Regions from separate parts of the Oncorhynchus mykiss genome. Here region 2 is linked to region 1. A link is a contact called in public Hi-C data. All regions are on one chromosome and are shown on one strand. The core of a region is the stretch at or near the end of the contact, and the rest is flanking DNA. Distances in the headings are between cores, read along the strand shown. Region 1 has its middle 9.5 kb from the start of cdca7a. Region 2 overlaps LOC110520118 (obg-like ATPase 1).

Region 1 (7,071 bases), core at 2,583-5,082:
AAGTAACAGTCAGTATCTGGTGTGGCCATCAGCTGCATTAAGTACCACAGTGCATCTCCTCCTCATGGACTGCTCCAAGTTTGCCAGTTCTTGCTGTGAGATGTTACCCCACTCTTCCACCAAGGCACCTGCAAGTTCCTGGACATTTCTGGGGGGGAATGGCCCTAGCCCTCACCCTCCGATCCAACAGGTCCCAGACGTGCTCAATGGGATTAAGATCCGGGCTCTTCCCTGGCCATGGCAGAAAACTGCCATTCCTGTTCAGGTGTTTTTACACTCGGTCTGCCACTGCGAGGACGATCAGCTGTCCATCCTGTCTCCCTATAGTGCTGTCTTAAGCGTCTCACAGTACGGACATTACAATTTATTGCCCTGGCTGCATCTGCAGTCCTCATGCCTCCTTGCAGCACGCCTAAGGCACGTTCACACAGGTGAGCAGGGACCCTGGGCATCTTTCTTTTGGTGTTTTTCAGAGTCAGTAGAAAGGCCTCTTTAGTGTCCTAAGTGTTCATAACTGTGACCTTAATTGCCTATCGTCTGTAAGCTGTTAGTGTCTTAACGACCATTCCACATGTGCATGTTCATTAATTGTTTATGGTTCAATTGAACACGCATGGTAAACAGTGTTTAAACCCTTTACAATGGGGTTTAAACAATGTTTACTATTATCTTTGAAAGACAGGGTCCTGAAAATGGGACGTTTCTTTTTTTGCTGAGTTTATAAGTGATACATCTGAAAGAGAATTTCTGAAGGGTAACAAGGTCATTAATCTCCCATAGCTAGGCTATGAGTCAATGCACTACCTCTACTACATTCACCTTTGACCCTCTCCTCACCACAGCAACCCTAACTGCTCTGTGATCACACATGCACCACCGTAGTCAAACACAAATTATCATTGGTGGTCAGTGCTGCATGTTCCACACTCTTGACCATACATACATACCTGATTTTGGGCAGTTTGGACAGACATAGCATGGCTTCTCACACCATCACCAGATTTTGGATGCTTGTTTTCTATCTTATCACCTCATCTGATGGAAGATACCCAATACGCTGTTCCTGAAGGGGGAGCTCCAATACAGGCAACTCTGTACACTGCCTCATCTTGACAGCTGCAACTTTCAGTGACTCTTCCACAGAGTTGGTGGAGAAACAGAAGCATCTTATCAATGAGGTTGTGGTAATGGTTTCACCCGCAACTACAGGAAATTGACAGATACATTTGTCTTTAGTCAACGAGAGTAGTACTTTCACAGATGTGTCGCCAATCCATGTAGGCTAAGTACATACTGTAGCTAGCATAGTGCTTAATTTAGAGTGCCATTTCATTACTGTAGCTTATTCCCCCCGAGAGACTGATTTAGGAGGGACTTGAGGAGAACAAGAGAGCTGAGGAGGAGGAGGACTAGTCTGGGTTCTTTGTCCCTCACTCTGTCCCACTAGTGAGGGCTTCACACAGGCAGGGCCTAGAGCTGGGACCTGAGAGGGTGATGACATTGTCAGTGTGCACAGCCTTGTGAAAGTTCTCATTAAATTTGTGAGTAGCAATAGGGAGATGAGGGGAGTCCAGCATGCCACTATGTCCCGATCAGAGGGAGTAGCTAATTATGATGTAGGGAAGTGCTGGGCCGTAATGTGTAAATCTAATCTTACCTTAAATGAGAACTGGTACATTGGATTGATTGAATTGAGATCATACATTACGAAAGGAGCATGGAAGGAGCTTACCACCGTGAGTTGGTGGTGCTCCCGTGCTTCATTAATTTACTTAATTAACTGTCTCCTCCAGAGCCTACAACACACAATTCATTGCTGGTCATGAATCCAGAGCACTGGCAAAATGGACAGCAGTATCAGATACAGTTGAAGTCGGAAGTTTACATACACCTTAGCCAAATACATTTCAACTCAGTCTTTCACAATTCCTGACATCTAATCCTAGTAAATATTCCCTGTCTTCGGTCAGTTAGGATCACCACTTTATTTTAAGAATGTGAAATGTCAGAATAACAGCAGAGAGAATTGCTTACTTCAGCTTTTATTTCTTTCATCACATTTCCAGTGGGTCAGAAGTTTACATACACTCAATTAGTATTTGGTAGCGTTGCCTTTAAAATGTTTAACTTGGGTTAAACATTTCGTGTAGCCTTCCACAAGCTTTTCACAATAAGTTGGGTGAATTTTGGCCCATTCCTCCTGACAGAGCTGGTGTAACTGAGTCAGGTTTGCAGGCCTCCTTGCTCGCACACGCTTTTTCAGTTCTGCCCACACATTTTCTATGGGATAGAGGTTAGGGCTTTGTGATGGCCACTCCAATACCTTGGACTTTGTTGTCCTTAAGCCATTTTGCAAGTATGCTTGGGGTCTTTGTCCATTCGGAAGACCCATTTGCGACCAAGCTTTAACTTCCTGACTGATGTCTTGAGATGTTGCTTCAATATATCCACGTAATTTTCCATCCCCATGATGCCCCTTTTTCCTCCAAACATAACGATGGTCATTATGGCCAAACAGTTCTATTTTGTTTCATCAGACCAGAGGACATTTCTCCAAAAACTATGATCTTTGTCCCAATGTGCAGTTGCAAACGGTAGTCTGGCTTTTTTATGGGGGTTTTGGAGCAGTGGCTTCTTCCTTGCTGAGCGGCCTTTCAGGTTATGTCGATAGAGGACTTGTTTTACTGTGGATATAGATACTTTTCTACCTATTTCCTCCAGCATCTTCACACAGTCTTTTGCTGTTGTTCTGGGATTGATTTGCACTTTTCACACCAAAGTACATTCATCACTAGGAGACATAACGCATCTCCTTCCTGAGCGGTATAATGGCTGCATGGTCCCATGGTGTTTATACTTGCGTACTATTCTTTGTACAGATGAACGTGGTACCTTCAGGCGTTTGGTGATTTCTCCCAAGGATGATCCAGACTTGTGGAGGTCCACAATTTTTTTTCTGAGGTCTTGGCTGATTTCTTTTGATTTTCCCATGATGTCAAGCAAATCGACACTGAGTTTGAAGGTCGGCCTTGAAATACATCCACAGGTACACCTCCAATTGACTCAAATTATGTCAATTAGCCTATCAGAAGCTTCTAAAGCCATGACATCATTTTCTGGAATTTTCCAAGCTGTTTAAAGGCACAGTCAACTTAGGGTATGTAAACTTCTGACCCACTGAAATTGTGATATAGTGAATTATAAGTCAAATAATCTGTCTGTAAACAATTTTTGGAAAAATGACTTGTGTCATGAACAAAGTAGATGTCCAAACCGACTTGCCAAAACTATAGTTTGTTAACAATACATTTGTGGAGTGGTTGAAAAACTAGTTTTAATGACTCCAACCTAAGTGAATGTAAGCTTCCGACTTCAACTGTACTTACAATACAATGCAATGGATATACTGACTAACACAGTCTGAATAAATCACAAACACATGCAAAATGCAGAACCTTAGAGGCATTTGGTATTTATGAGTTCGCTCACTACATTTGATCAATGTCTTCACATTTGGAAAACTTGTCTGAAAAACAAAGCATTCTTTACTCTAGCTAGTTAAATGAAGCATTTATATTAAACTGCAGAAATTATATAATGATGTCTCAAATAAATCCTATTGTGAAAGCTCCTTTATATCCGCAGTGCTGTGAGAACCCGAAAACAAAGGCTAAGAAACAATCCCAGGACTTGTCTAGGGACTGAAGTTAAGCATAAACGCTGTCTGGAATTGATATCCAGAGGAATTTACTGTACGTTTGTTCTGTGGAGGTTAAAATGGAGCAAAGGTCATTTTCCATGTTTTCAAAAGTTAAACACTTTGATAATTGGCAGAGGAGTCTGCATGTTTGTGAACTACGTTGCGTCACGATGTTCGCTACATCAATAAATTGCGGACCCTTGTTCCCATGTCAAAATGTCGAGCTGAAAGACACACAAAGTCAAGTATGTCATGAGGCCTCTTGGTTTACTCTTCTGTTTCTGAAACATCTATGGACATCTAGCGGTCCCTTTTCCCTCAGCAAGGATTTCAATCATTGCCATGGCACCTCCTACTTTTCAATGGATCATTTGTTTAATATTATAGTCTCACAGTCTTAAACCCAACAATATCAATCAATCATGAAAGCACCCGCATGCTTCTTTGCCCTGTAATATCTACTGTCTCTATTAACCCATGGTGGTTGACTATACTGGTTTACAGCGCAGAGGAAACGGGTGGAGGCGGGGCAGCAAATGACTTTCAAATTCACCCAGGCGTGACCTTGTAGATTGACCGCTAAGTACAACAGCTGGACAAACAAGTCTTACTAGTGTTGGATCTGACGCTTGACTTGGTATATGGTCTAATACTGGAGAATGAGGAAAGAGTCAGACTCGATATAATGTGCAGTGGTAAAAGTAGCAAATTTAAGCATTGGCTGTCTGTAGACTTCTGGAGAGACAGTAGAGGCTTCTAAAGTTTCTGCATTTCAACATATTATCATTTAGAACTGCTGCCTTGAAGAACATCATGTGACATCTGTTTCACCACACAAGCTGAAATAATGGATCTGTCATGGTTGTTAGCCAACTTTCAAACAATATCTCCACAAAGCTATCAGTTGACAAAAGAAACAGAGAAAACATTTGAGGTAGTCAGTCTAAAGTTGAGAGAAAGAAAAGAGCTCTTAGATAATTAGCACCAGAAGCCACTCAATAATCTTAAAAATCATTCTCACCACTTAAAATCAGCACAGATGGTTTGTATTATTGTGGTGAAACAGAATGAACAACACTCGACTGGATCTGATCCCCTAAATGTGTTTTTCCTTTAACATGTTTTTTCTTCTGTTCCTTAATATCAGTGTTGATCTGACCCAGCTGGCCTAACCACTGTGTCAACATCCCCCAGTTAGCCTATTGCAACATCCAAGGATTGTTCCCAATGAACAAGCGTGAGAGATTTGTTGTCCACATAACATCCTTGCTTATCTCCAAAACAACACACCTCTTCGTTGATCAGATCAGGTAGTACATGTTTCGAAGCTATGAAGTCAGTGAGTTAAACATTCACTTTCACTCAGAGATTCGCTGTTACACATCCATCTGTTTTGTACCACATGCTGCAACAACAAGAGAAGGTTTAGCACCAAACCAAGGGTCTTTCTCCAACACAAACGTCTAAATAAATGAATCATTCAATTGACAGGGTTATACATCCATTAGCCAGTAGCCTATATGCCACTGATTCACATATTGACAGTTTAAGCTCTCTAATATAACATCCTGGAAGCATGATCCCTGAAAACATCCCAAAGCTATGATCATTTAAATAATGCATTACATTTTTTGTTCGAAAAAATAAACCCTGTAATTGCAAAATATGAAATTTAACCCTGGAGCATGGTTGCTTAACCAAACATGCTTTGTCTGGATAGGCTTCGTCGCTGAGGAAATGTCTGGCTCACAGATTAAATTTGTTCTCTCGAGAGTCAAAGGCAAGAAAACAATTAAGTGTCTGCAACACATTTCACTGTATGCCACTTAACACAGTTTTCACATCATCGGGGCAATTGTCTGCAGAGGGCTATGAGACAAAGTCATTATTTCCAATGTCTCGGAAAGGTGGCATTGTCATTTTCCTGATTTTGAAACATTTCAATTAAGCTGCTGATGGTGATAATAAACATAATGGTGTGAGACTTCCAGTTTTGTCTTTTGTCCTGTCATGTCCCTGCCAGGAATCAGGAGGGTAACTGCTGTTGGGCCAGAGGTGGGAGGCATCGCTGGCACCCAAGGGGCTTGTGTGTGTCTCCACCCTTGAGGGTGCCCCCCCCCCCCCAAAACCTTCCCCTTTTATTCAGCGTCTAGCCCTTTCAAAACAAGGTGAAGTTCAGCAAAGTTTCTCTGCAGCGATGATCAAACAGTCACATCACTTATGGAGCTGGGTGACGGGGGCAGTGAATACAGATCAGCTTTAATTGTAGCAGGTCTTACTGCCACTGTCTGTCAATCAGAGCCTTTGAATTGGGGGAAATTTGCTCTGTTCATTCTGTTAAATGATGTATCCAATTAAACGCGTTAGAATTCATGATCTTCAGTCAAGGTTAAATGAAAGCAGTTACTCCTGTCAGTAAGGTGATTAAATGCTGCCCACATCAGGCACATTTTGTTCAAAATTCAAATTTTGGTCTAGAGCATGAATCTTTATTAATTATCTTGCAGTCGTGCTATATAAATGCCTGGCACATTTGCTCTTAATCATCGTGTTCATTTTAAATCTTTACTTTAGTCTCTTTATTAAAAGGGATCTCAATCCACAAATTATAGTGTTTTATATTCAGTGAGGAATTGTGGCCAGGTCGATTGATGTTCAAAGACATCTTTCAACAGCAAAGATGAATATTTCACATGTTAATGCCTATAGGCTTAGTTTACTGACGTGGTAGTAAAAAAGGTACTAAATACATTACTAGACAAAAATATGATTTGTTTAAAAGTAATGTTTCAAGGATAATTACACTGAACAAAAATATAAACGCAACAATTTCAAAGATTTTACTGAGTTACAGTTCATATGAGGAAATCAGTCAATTGAAATAAATTCATTAGGCTCTAATCTATGGATTTGACATGACTGGGAATGCAGATATGCATCTGTTGGTCACAGATACCTTAAAAAAAGGTAGAGGCGTGGATTAGAAAACCAGTCAGTATCTGGTGTGGCCACCATTTGCCTCATGCAGTGCAACACATCTCAGGCCGTTGATTGTGTCCTGTGGAATGTTGTACCACTCGTCTTCAATGGCTGTGCGAAGTTGCTGGATATTGGTGGGAACTGCCACACCAAACTGGAACACCAAACTGGAAGTCTTCCGACTAGCTTGGAAAGACAGTACTGTGCAGTACCGAAGAGCCCTTACTGCTGCTCGATCATCCTATTTTTCTAACTTAATTGAGGAAAATAAGAACAATCCGAAATTCCTTTTTGATACTGTCGCAAAGCTAACTAAAAAGCAGCATTCCCCAAGAGAGGATGACTTTCACTTTAGCAGTGATAAATTCATGAACTTCTTTGAGGAAAAGATT
Region 2 (7,071 bases), core at 2,721-5,220, 85 kb after region 1:
TTTAATAATGCGGACGCCGAGATGGAGAATGTGAGCGCCAAATGAGCACGAGGGTCCCTGGGTCCTCGCATCGAGTGACACAGGAGCAGACAAACACCTTGCCACAGGAACAAGGTACACCCCCTTCTCCCAACAGAGGCAACGCAGCACTGTCAATTAAGAGATTTGATGTTCTGTCAACATGACTTCTCCGACCAATTTCAGGAACTTCACCACCGTCTAGTCACGCCACTTTACAGTAGTTACATCCTCTCCAATTATTTGTGTGAGAACGCGTCTTGACAAATGAATCGGGTAAATGTTCATGCCAAAACATCAAAAATATTGCTCCTCTCCAAGAGGCTATTCCATCACGCATACATTGGTAAATAATGACGTACAAAGTGTCATGTGATGTCAGTCCGTCATGTCAAAGTCAGGCCGTGCAGTTAATAAGTGAAAAGTTGTCTGCACTCAGATGGGTCTATGTCCTGTACCTTTAATGCGCTGACAACTTGATACTGAGAGTCTGGGCCATCTGTCTCAACTATGCACTCTACAATCTAAGCAATGCCGAGCTTAATTCATCAGAAACTGGCAAATAAAATGTATATTCTATTGTCGAAATGTTTCACTTTCAGTATACAGTTTACACAGTGTTGACTCAATCCAAGAATGCTTCAAAGTACTTGTACTATTTGAGAAAAAAACATGTTCCTTAACATGCTGTGCAATTGAGTTCAGATGTGTTGTTTGTAAAAGCAGGGTGACCACTGTCAAAGATGCCAAAATATCAAAGTACATACAATACATTACTGGGGGAAGAGAACAAAAGACTGTGAAAGAAAAGACACTCTGTGTGTGTGTGTGTGTGTGTGTGTGTGTGTCTTGTCACTGTCCCATTATGCCTCAGTATAGAGTGCCATCTCTCACAGCTCTGCTAATAGAAAGATTCAGCACTTTCAAATCTAGATCTCCTTCTCTGAACAAATGACGCCTGAAATTTTTATTCTTTTTATAATGGAATTTCAATGGCCTTCGCTGCAAATCTAGTGGAAATTTTTGCATATCAAGTAGGAAAAATTAAATGTTAACCACGTTTTAATGTGATTAAGGGTGACAGGGACATTATTTCTGCTAATCACTCACCGGCCTAAAAGCCTCAAACAAGACTGGGGAACGAGCCAGGTTTCTGCTGCTTTTCCTGCTAGTCTCCTAAAAAAAAGTATGTATATATATCCCGTATATAATCATTTAAAAGCAAATATAATACATCAATAGTTTCTTTAAAACCGGCCTCCAACGATTTCTATTTCTAAATGTATTTATTTTCATCTCTATTCAACCTAATATATATTCATCAAATTATGCATATTTCTGGTATGTCTTCATAATACTCTAACGGTATTTTCTTGCGGTCATGTTATTTAGATTATTCAAAACAACCACATCCTAAACATGCTGTTATTCGATACCCTAATAGCCTTTTTTGTGTGTCGCCTACATATTTTATTCCACAATAAGCCGACAATACCTACACCTAAATTAACACAGGTTATTAGCTCTACAATACACGCCTGCAGCAATTACAATACGTCTGTCTATTCAACGGAACAACCTATGGTAAAGTAATGACAACCTACTAAAAACAAAAGAGCTTCCAACACACAGTAGGCTGGAATGAACACTTCCCACAGGGGTGCCTTGTCTATTTGTCTTGTTCTGTGAGAGAATCCTGAAGGGGGAATAATTCCTGTGTTTCCGCCTGCCTGGGGCTGCCCTGGGCTTTGTCACAGCTTTGATCTGCTTAAACGACTCAGGAGGGAGGACACAATGGGAGCTCCTAAAGTACAGGTGCAGCTACCTGAGCCTGTGACCTGTGTCTGCCGTGCATTCATACGGACCGGCTTCATTATCACTGCTTAGTCAGGTAAGCCTGTAAAAAGGTGAGGACAAAGGGACCCAGCACCTAGGCCCAGAGTGGCCTCCTTTCAGATGCAATTGAATGCTGACAGGACTGAGAAGTAATCCTCTAACAATCTCTCCCTCTCCACTACTTCATTACTGACCCACCCACAGGTGGACAGACACACAGCCAAACAAAGCTCCTCAGCACTTGAACCTGGAAATCACGCACGTGCGCGCACACACACACACACACACACACACACACACACACACACACACACACACACACACACACACACACACACACACACACACACACACACACACACACACACACACACACACACACACACACACACACACACACACACACACACACACACACACACAGCTGAAGGATTCCCCATCTGTCTGCTGTTGCTGCTGCTGGCTTGCATGCCATGCACCAACTAATACAATAACAACCCAGAGGCTTTATCCCCCCCCCCCCTCTCTGTTTCTCAGTTCCCGCTGAACGCTCTGGAGCACGCAGCACCTCGACCAGCTCTCCACCCCTCCTCCCTCAGTGGAGGGGGGAAATGAGAGGTATGAGCTCACGGTGCCGTTTGAGGCTGGGAAGTCAGGGGCTCTGTGGGACGCTTTTCATCCTCCCAGTGGTGCGCTCCTGTGAGGACACGAGTGCAGAAGCTCTCTGCTCCTCGTGGCCACGGCTGGATGGAGAGGCGAAGAGAGGCAATACATACAGCCCTGAGAGGCAAGCAGCCAGCACACAACCTCAGCCTCTCTCACTACTTTCCTCACATCACAGCCAATATTGTGAACTTGTTTCCCTCTTCACGGCTGAGGGGAGCAGAGCGGTACAATGGGAAGAGGCTTAATTAAGAGCATCCTCTTGCTCTCTTTTCTCAAGCTGCACAACAAGGCCATGCTAACAACAGGCTTTTTCAATTGTTTTTTCGCTAACAACTTTCTTTCATGAAGTACAAATACTTGAAAACAAACATAGATCAAATCCATAGTGAATTTGGCTTTATTGAATGAACAAACACTCCATAAAAATAAAAAAATGAATATCACGATCAGAAATTCTAACAGTAACTCCCAGGAGTACATACTACATCACCCTAAATAATTCTCCATACGGGGCAGCAGGGCTGTCATTCATTGCAATTGACTGCGAGCAAGAACACGAGGGGGGAGAAAGTCATCAAGATGTGACAATTGTGACAAGAGCAGGCAAAGTGTAGCGCAAGCAGCAGAATGTAAAGCGGTGGATTTCTCCATCTCTCCCTCTCTCTTCCTGGATGACAGCTTAATGTGTACCACATGCAATATTTATTCTCATCTCGTGTCAGACTGTCTACCCGTCCAAGGGAGTACAAAGAATGGCACTTATTAGAATAAAAGCAGAGGGAAGGTAATCAAGGACATATGGAACATCAGCCAATCATGCCCCCCCCCCCCCCCCCATCCTTATTCCCCCCTCCGTTTCCTTTTTCCATTCATAACAGTTCAACAATCACTCTGATAACAAGCTTTCAGGAGCTGTATGTGGCAACACTAAATTCATTAATTTATCTCATTAAAGCTGCCAGGCTGCAGGACACTTGCTGTGACATGTGTGTTTTGTTTTAACCCTTATCACAAAAGATAATAAACAGCACAACTTGCCAAAGCTATCCAAATATATCATTAGCCTGACTTAAAACACACAGAGATTCTTATGCTCTCAATAGCACAAAGAATGCTTCCGAGGATGCTTCCGCTTCTTCCCCCCCCCACCACCACCACAGAGCTGCTTCTGAATGCTTTGGAAGAGGTTAGCATACTGTGTTACAACAGAAATGGCTATTCTTATCAAAAGAACACGGACTGAACGGAATGAGGCTGTGATCATGTCTTATATGCTGACACACACCCTTTAAGCAGCGGATTCAAACCAAATCCAGTGTTGTCACGGCAGTTGACCTAGTTAGTAACACAGAAAGTATGGCCAAAAAAAGTAGTGACACAATAATCCCTGTGTGTCTTACGAGCGGGTCAAGAGCAAGAGGTAAGTGAGCTTTACTCAGTTCAAAATGGGACTTCTGATCAGTATCTAACCTGAAGCTATGCCCTCTGGTCAAGTATGTAGCCCGGGTTCACCCACTTGGCATTGTCCCAATTTTTATTACACAAGGGGACCGTTTCGGGGAACTCGTCGCTGTCTTGTGAGGTCAACAGAGAACAAACGAGTGTCTGCTTTGTTCCTATGGCCAGGAAGGAAGGCTGTGACACTCACCGTTAGGATCTCATTAGTGATAACAACAACCGAACAGAGCCGTCCCTGCCTGCGTGTCTTCCCCAACAAACCCCATCAGACCTCACCAGACCAGACCACAACAAAAGGCAGCCAGGCTACCCAGTGTCTTCTACTCATCCAACATGGGGAACAACAACAGTGTGATAGACCAGGCAGACAGACCAGGGACGGTCAATAACAAAGCCAAGTGAACTGATGCTCCGGGACTTTTATTAGAGACCATGTGGATATGGTTTACTCCTCTCTGAGCCTCTCAAAGTCATCCACACTCATTACAAAGCCTAACTGAAGGCTTCCACTAGGAGTGTGTGTTTTCAGCAGGGTACATGTCTTCCTTCCACGGGAATGTAGTTTTTCTCTCCAGGATCCCACAGTACATAAGGGGAGAGGGGACGGCTGTGGACAGAGTGAAAGGGGACCCACTGATCATATATGTCCCACATCGCTTTGAAAGGCAAACCGTGACTCCCTAGACAGCAGTTCCTTAAAACTTGGATGGAGCCAGCGGTTTTGCACTCAATAAACGTTCAATTCTGTTTACGGGAATTATGGTTTGGAGTAGCAAAAGTGGGCTGCTGCCACCGCTTTCCTGTCACGGTTCTCAGCAGACCACAACAATGCCTTCCCTCGGTGACAGTCTGCCTCAAAATCTGACGGTGACCAAGATGCGCGCGCTTGCCAGTTCGTTAACAAATCCTCTAAAGTTAAAGAAAATGTACAGTTATCATTACTCTGCACCAAAATAAAAGTTTAAAAACATAAAGTCAATCCTGAAATCAAACGAATAGAAGACCTGAACAAAACATATATGAGTAGGTTGTAGAGAGAAGCCGAGGGACAAACGGAGCACGTCCTCTCAGACAGTGGGATCTTTTCAAACTGAACGTGGCTAGACCATCAACCCTGCTGCGATTCACTGCAGAGGTACCTTTACTTTAATTGTCAAAGCACCACCTACAGGCCAGCTGGGGTAGTTCAATAAGCAAACATACCTGCTGGTTCACTTTCCATATCAAGAGAGAAATGAAGAGACAGCCAGTAAGAACAAAGTAACATGTCTGGAGACACACAACATAAGCAGGAAGAAAGCAATAAACATACGACCAATCCACAGACAGACACGTGCCAGACACACACACACGCAGACAGAGACAGACAGACAGACAGATAGACCCCTTGCATGTAAAAGCCCCCTGTGAAGAGCCGTCCTACCCTGACATTCCTCTCCCCGCTCACTGGTACAAACTCTGCACACTCAGAGAGGTCACGCTTTCCGGTTTTCTTAAAGGTCAACACACCTACTTAAGAGGCTCCAATTTACTTTAAAGCACATTACGAGGAGAAAAAAAACAGGCTGGCTCTCAAGTGGAGCTTTGCGTTTACTAAATGCGATGGCAGTTGGCCGTCTGCTAAGGACATTGGATTAAATATCTGATAATATCGAGGCTAATGAAAATATTAAAAAAGGTTGAAAACTCCACCGACCAGGAGCTTTTAAATTACCAGCTTGTGCCTTGACAAGTGAAAACATACAAACAGCAGACAAACACCCACATTATAAACTGAGGAGTAATGACCCTCTCTAATACACAAACTATGTGACACAGACAAAAGTGTTCCAGGCAGCCTACTGACGCCGAGGGAAGAGAAAGCCTCTTGGTAGACTCTTGTAGATGCCATTCCCTATCACGCAATGCCTCTCAGTCATAAACACATGACAAATGCGGCCTTAATCATTTTTTACGAGCGGGGATGTGCAGGAGGCAGCGCATGGCTGGAGGGGAGAGGGGAGCGGCGCGAGCAGCAGGCAGCCCCCGCTCCACAGAGGAGAGGGCCGGAGTGGTAAAGGCTCCTCTGGAACATCACTCGGCCAGCCGGCCTTTGATCTCCACACCGCAATTACGCCAACATCCAAATGAGCATGGAGTCGCCTCGGCAACAGACTTCAAACATGCTCATGGACACATTCTCATACACACGCACTGTACTGTACTGTATGGAATTATACCCACGTGCTCCTCTCTACAGTAAATGATGTACCGTCTCCAGCAGAGAACCTGGGGATGAAAGGAGGCCCTGTTCCCTCTCTGATCCCACCATTAATGATGGCTGCTTGCTAACGCTAATACAGTTTACTCTTGTTGAAATGAGGTCAGCTTGGTATGTAGTGGTTACAACACTGCACTCCAAACAGGGATATGATGGTCTAACAAATGGACGCGTTTTCCTCTGGCAGAATTCTTTCCCTACGTTATATAACATGGAAGTATTTCGCTGATGTAAAGACACACCATCATAATAGTAGGCCTATATCTGTCAGGGCCGTGCACAGACCTTTCGGGGGGCAGGTCCAAAACGCTTACTTTCCTAATTCATTACTCAAAATTCATAAAATACAAATGGTCTCTGTATCAGAACATTTGCATTATGGCCTATTTATTTTCTGCAATATCACATTCGTCACTCATTGTAAGCAAGCTAGAGCCAATGACTCCTAGTAGGCTACTAACTAGAGATGAGATGAGTGACATCAGAAAAGTGTCTACCAGCTGACCATAGCGGATGATGATGTAAATCTCCTAGTTAGCTAGCTAGTTTGCGATGCTGTCAAAACAAACCATTTTACTTAATGTCAGTTTGTTCTGCTGATGACATTTGCTTATTACCACCAAACACTTGAAATCGCCCCTTCTCTGTCCATGAAGATATCCCTCTAGTGGTGTGGGGGCTGTGCTTTGGCAAAGTGGGTGGGGTTATATCCTTCCTGTTTGGCCCTGTCCGGGGGTGTCCTCGGATGGGGCCACAGTGTCTCCTGACCCCTCCTGTCTCAGCCTCCAGTATTTATGCTGCAGTAGTTTATGTGTCGGGGGGCTAGGGTCAGT

What was found. A called contact is a pair of places that touch in the nucleus more often than the background predicts.
Region 2: a Hi-C map of liver shows a contact between it and region 1, with 5 times the contacts expected there. The contact joins two enhancer-like sites. A contact is called at or near these places in 2 of 3 Hi-C or Micro-C datasets (blood and liver).

What each region holds. Positions count from the first base shown.
Region 1 is chr3:49,737,874-49,744,944 of USDA_OmykA_1.1, forward strand. No RefSeq gene overlaps it. Among protein-coding and RNA genes, the nearest start is that of cdca7a, 9.5 kb to the left of the region's middle. Within about 2 kb of position 3,833, at least 1 of the 11 cell types and tissues checked has an H3K27ac peak or open chromatin away from gene starts, as enhancers often do. A contact at or near this core is called in liver, where this site is marked.
Region 2 is chr3:49,822,726-49,829,796 of USDA_OmykA_1.1, forward strand. All of the region lies in intron 7 of LOC110520118 (obg-like ATPase 1), which reads right to left. Among protein-coding and RNA genes, the nearest start is that of sp3a, 24 kb to the left of the region's middle. Within about 2 kb of position 3,971, at least 2 of the 11 cell types and tissues checked have an H3K27ac peak or open chromatin away from gene starts, as enhancers often do. A contact at or near this core is called in liver, where this site is marked.